Regions from separate parts of the Mus musculus genome. Here region 1 is linked to region 2. A link is a contact called in public Hi-C data. All regions are on one chromosome and are shown on one strand. The core of a region is the stretch at or near the end of the contact, and the rest is flanking DNA. Distances in the headings are between cores, read along the strand shown.

Evidence for each region. Hi-C and Micro-C count contacts between places; a contact is called where the count stands out from the background.
Region 1: a Hi-C map of muscle stem cells shows a contact between it and region 2, with 4 times the contacts expected there. The contact joins two enhancer-like sites. A contact is called at or near these places in 3 of 15 datasets of contacts at CTCF or cohesin (embryonic stem cells, large pre-B cells and pro-B cells), 26 of 484 Hi-C or Micro-C datasets (the AtT-20 cell line, the C2C12 cell line, CD4 T cells and 15 more) and 1 of 115 datasets of contacts at active chromatin or transcription factors (embryonic basal ganglia).

Annotation. Positions count from the first base shown.
Region 1 is chr10:23,075,868-23,078,567 of GRCm38.p6, reverse strand. No RefSeq gene overlaps it. Among named protein-coding and RNA genes, the nearest start is that of Gm35179, 74 kb to the right of the region's middle. Within about 2 kb of position 1,302, at least 46 of the 459 cell types and tissues checked have an H3K27ac peak or open chromatin away from gene starts, as enhancers often do. A contact at or near this core is called in muscle stem cells, where this site is marked.
Region 2 is chr10:22,597,075-22,599,774 of GRCm38.p6, reverse strand. All of the region lies in intron 1 of Gm40612 (a long non-coding RNA gene), which reads left to right. Among named protein-coding and RNA genes, the nearest start is that of Gm46216, 6.8 kb to the left of the region's middle. Within about 2 kb of position 1,269, at least 11 of the 459 cell types and tissues checked have an H3K27ac peak or open chromatin away from gene starts, as enhancers often do. A contact at or near this core is called in muscle stem cells, where this site is marked.

The DNA of each region.
Region 1 (2,700 bases), core at 53-2,552, 480 kb before region 2:
CAAACAGTGCGACTATGAAATGTAAGCAAACTAAAACTATTTAGAAATCAACGAACTATCTAATTTTACTTGAGGACATTATGAAACTTGAATGAGTGCATATTGGTGATTTTAATAAACACTGGAGCCATTATGAAAAGTAGTTTTTCCTAAGAGTCTAATTCTCTGACTCAGCATCTCCAAGGCAAACGCTCAGGGCCTGGAAGAACAAAGGCTAGCCAGTAACGGATGCACCACTTGGTCCTCCTATCGCTACACTCTGATACTCAGATACGTATGTTCATCTGTGCATGTACATGTTTATATGTGCCCTCCATGAACATAACAATGGAGAGGCAACAACCAAGCTTTAGATTGGCAATATTCTACAAAACTATATATATAACTACTGAAAAAAAAAAAAAAGACAAAGAACCAAGTGGATGATGTGCCCTGCACTTATAGAAGGATACGTGTAGGGAAAGCCTAGAAAGAGATGAGAGGGCAAAACTACCTTACTATTGTATGTAATGATTCCCGTTATTTTTCACTGAGTTTATATAATAATTAGAAATCCTTCTTAAGTGGGAAAATCAAATCTTTTTCCTAAAAAGCAGTATACAGTTTGGTGTGTCTTTCCCACACAATTTTGAAAACTCCCATATAGTTAACTCAAATATGCAGAGTTGGAGAAATTTCAGTTTTCAAAGAAAGACCTCTCAAGTTTCAAAATACATTAAATAATTTAAAATAAGGTTGTTGGGTTTTTTTGTATTTTTTTTTGTTTTTGTTTTTTGTGTTTTGTTTTGTTTTCGTCACAAACTAGGTTCCATAAACTTACTGCCTGACTTTTTAACTTGAAGTTAAATTCTTTGGGGAAGTGGTTTAGCATTAAATCTCTCTTGTTGCTTACCAACCATCTCTGTCCTTTCTTTTGGTTTCACTTTGTTGGCTGTTGTTGTTGTTGTTGTTGTTGTTATATCTCTAATTCATTTTATCATCATTTTATCAACATTCTAGGGTCTCAGGAATTTGAAAATGCTAGGAAAACAGATTCAGAACTGCATTAAAACTGGTAAAAACAGGTTTGTAAATAAAAGACATTTTGACCATTCTGAGAGTTTCCTTGAATCATCTTGGTTTCCCTTATTTATACTAAGATTAGTTTAATAATTCTTTTAACTTGGAAAAAAATCTTCTGTTTCTTCTCTCTGTGAACCAGAAAGATTGGCTTCCCTGAGGAATGTGAAGACACGGTTAGTTTATTGTGTTTAAAAGAGACTTAGGGAGGAGCCGATAAAGCCGCCTTACATCGCGAGAACAGTGTTGAAATCAACCCTGGCTACACAGAGACGCGGCCGGGACCTGGACACACAGGAAATGCCCTTTTACTAAGGTTCTCCAGCCGGACAGAGCATCTGCCTTTAGTAGAAAGGGGGTGGGCAAGGTGGACTTCACCGTGGCCATGACCTTCTGAATTTGAGAAAGGAAAATGGATTTCAGTGGAAAGGCAATCCAAGTTCTGCTTTCTGTCTTTTCTACCTCCTGTTTTGTTTTGCGTTCGTTCCCCCGTCTCCCCTTAATAACAGCAATGGAGAAGGCCCTTTCGTAACAGGCAATAAACCTCGGTCCAGGTTACCAAGGAAATGAAGGCTGCAATGCACGGATGTATTTGGCAGCAGAGCCTTGGGAAGAGCCCACGGGGCTCTGGAGATGGAAGCAGGCTGAGACTGGCTGGGGACGAACCAGGACTTTCTCCTTCCCAGTCTCAGTCCACCCACGTGAGAGGAAACACCTACCTTCGTCTCTTTTCTCAGTATCCCAGCCCACGGTTTACAATTTTGACACATCCAAATATACAAAGTTAGGTTATAGATTTATCAGTAAAAGGCATAGCTTTCAAATCCAAGTATTATTCTCTTGTTTAGTTCCTTGAGTTTGCTCTATTATCTGTAACTTAATCTAAATTCACACTTATTGTCCTTGAAAGTGACTTTTTCTCTAATGCCTTATTCTCTTTTCGTAGAACAGAATAGAATAGAAGGCACATTATCTGGAAGAATGTTCGTGAATAAAGATGCTATATGAAGGGGGTTTCCAGCATCTGAAACTGGTATTTATATTTCATTGTTTTACAATATGCTGACATGAAAATTGTTTTCTTTTCTTCCTGTAATATATTATGTAGTATTTCTGGCATACAAATATGGGTGGATACCATCCATCTTAAGAAATTAAAATTTTGCTGTTTGAATTAAAGACTCTGTTATATACCTGTACTTGCTCAAATCCTTTCCCCCAGTGATTATCACTCTCTCCCCCGGGGTTCATCCTTATCAACCCTTTGATGCACTTTCACTGATCAGAATATTTGCACCTGTGTGGTTCATCCAGTAAGCAGAAAAAATGAATGGGCCTGATGATCTTAGCCCATATGAAGGCAGAAGCAGAGGTAAAGGCTGGATCATGGGGCAACTTTAAGCTTCATGGCCCCTTAGTGAGTCCCTGGTTTGTTTTTTTAATTTAAGTAAGAAGGCTGGCCATGTACCATGTAGAGCTTAGCTCCTGAGAGGCCTTGAGTTTAGTCCTCAGAATCAGTGGGAATTGGTGACGTTGGTAAAGAAAAATCAATACAATAAAAAGTTCCTTCAAAAGATTAATAAAATTGGCAAACCTTCCCAATGCCAGCAAAGAAAAGGACAACATCATTTCCGAAATTAA
Region 2 (2,700 bases), core at 20-2,519:
ACTTGATCTGAGTTCAATCCCCATGTGATCGAAAAACTCTCCCAAGTTGTCCTCTGAGCTCTGAACTCTCCCAAGCTGCACTCTGACCACTGAACGTGCACACACAAAACAAATGAAATACATTTAAAAAAAAAAAAAAAGGTAAGAACAAAATGGATGACACCCAGGGCAACTGGGAAGACATGAACCTGTGTACACACACACACACACACACACACACACACACACACACACACACGAAAAGCATATTTCAGAGAACAATTGTTAATCTGAAAACAATAGGCTGCCATCCCAACAAGGGGTATGAGCTTGTGCCCCTCCTGAAAGAAACCTCACCTCTCCACCTAATTGTCTAAAACCCTTGATTGTCAGGTTGTGTCTGAGTGACAATGACATATGCGATCCATGTATGCTCTATTCTGGCAGTTCAGCCCTTCTCCTACAGCAGGTGAGTGGGCAGCGTGACGGTGAGAGTGGGCAGTGGTGAGAGTGGGGTGTGCACGGTGGGAGTGCGGTGTGCACAGTATCTTCTCTGGATTTGCTGTTGTTTAAATATCTTTGGTTTCGTGAAAAAAAAATTGATTTCTCTAGAGTTAGTCACCCCATTTACTCCTCCTGGTCCTTTTTATTTGTTCTCTAATTTGGGAAGACAGTTCTTGGTTACCTGGCAACAAGCTAGCTGGGCTCCTTGGCTCAGGCACCCTAAAGGAATCTGAATTTTCCCACCAAACCAACAGCGCTACTGGAGCCTGTACACCAACTTAACTTCTCACGGTGGCACATCCCCTTGAGTTATCCAGATGTGGACAGTTGGCACTTCCCAGGAGGTAACTGGTGCCTGAATTCAGATCCTCTAGTAGCCAAAGGCAAATGTCTGGTCAAGAGCATGATCAGCGCTTCCTGTATATGAACAGTGTGTAGCAGGAACTCAGGGTCACCCACTGTGTCACTTCTTCACACATCAAACACATCTTCCACAGGATGGGAGCCACTGGGGTCCCAGACATTTTCTGACCCCAGTTTCCTCTGTGTGTGTATGGGTTGGGGCTCTGGTGTTGGCCTGGTCTCTCTGGCATAGTCCTTTCTTCTTTCTTCATAGAGGGGAAGATTAAGTCAAGAGGCTGACTGTGTTTTCCAAAACAACTTTGAGGTCTGTGTCACCAGCGTAGCTTTTCCTGAGACAGGCTGGCTGCCTGGAGGCTGTGGTGTGCACAGGAGTTAAACACTCTGACTGTGGGCAGAGAACACAGGCCAGTTTTGTTAATTAAAAGCTCAGAGGTTTCAGAGCATAAGCCAAGTACAACAGTACGACAGGTAGGTCAGGTAGGTCATACTGGGTTCCTATAGAAACCAAATCCCTGTGGAGTCTCTTCTCCAGGGCTTAACACATCTCTGGCCACGTGGTAAGCACAGGGCTAGGAAATGTGAATGAGAAGATAGCCACTAGCATTGCAGGTTGACAAAAATGTGTTAAAAACAAAACAAAACAAAAACAAAAAACAAAAAACAAAAAACGCTTGCTTCCCCTGATTCTTCGAAGTGTAGGAAAAGCAAGCCCACCCTTCCTGCAGGCTTTCCCTGAGGACACTCAGGTTGTTGATGTCACTACCGCTCAGTCTTCTTTTTGTAGTGGAGAAAATGTCAGTGAAATTCTGCTGCCGTCTCTTCTCCTTGGCTGTGGTGGGAACAGAGGGAAACTCAAATGTCACGGACCGGGTCTAGCTGGCCCCCCTCAATCCGTGGGAATCAGGGGTTCTGACAGATGGGCATAGATAGAGTCGGCAGGAATTGACAGACAGACAGACACAGACATGAGAGAGTGTGCTGGATCTGAATGTAATGTGTCAAATCGAGCATCAAACTTTTTATACAGAAGAAAATAGGGAAGTTAGGTGACAATGAGGTTACTGGATTCTTACATAAAACAGAGGAATGCAAACATGGAAGGACTGGCAGGAACCAACTGGGATAAAATTCAATGTTAACAACTGGGATCAAAAACAGCTCCACCTAAGGTCCACTTAATCTTAGAAACCAGGGACAAGGGCTTTGTGCCCTTGGCATAGTTCCTACTCTTTTGTATAGTCGACCTTCCCCCTAGGCCATTGTAAATACTTGTGTATGGGTGTAACTCAGCTACCTATAGTTCTAAGTATCTACTCTGGTTCCTCCTTAGGTCACAAACTTTCTTCTTCCTAGATAATGGTAAATTTCTATGTAGGGCAGTGACTTAGCTATCCATGCCCAAGGTTGGATCAAGGACTGCCTAGAATCTAACTTAGCTATATGTCAAAATATCAATCCTTAGGAGCACTTGTAATAAAGCAATATTAAGGGAAAGCACACAGATCCATTTACCAACTAAAGCAAGGACAGTGGAGCATTCTTTATACAGGATTCCACGATTCCAGGAGACTAAGTTTCCATGAACTTTCGCCTCGGGACAGCGCCTAGGTTTTCAGGGCCTGTCGTGCTTGTCACTACTGGAGTGGATGTAGCACTCAAAGATGCTTGATCATATGTTGGACCAACAGGGAGAGGAAGATCGGAACTACCCCACTGACAAGGAACCCGACCTACACAAGTAATCAGTCACATGAGGGGATTTTGGCAGGATAAGGAAACACGTAGATACAGAAGGTGAGGGTGAAAGAAATAAAACTAAATTCAAGACTTCAAAGCCCTAGCCAGAAAATTAAA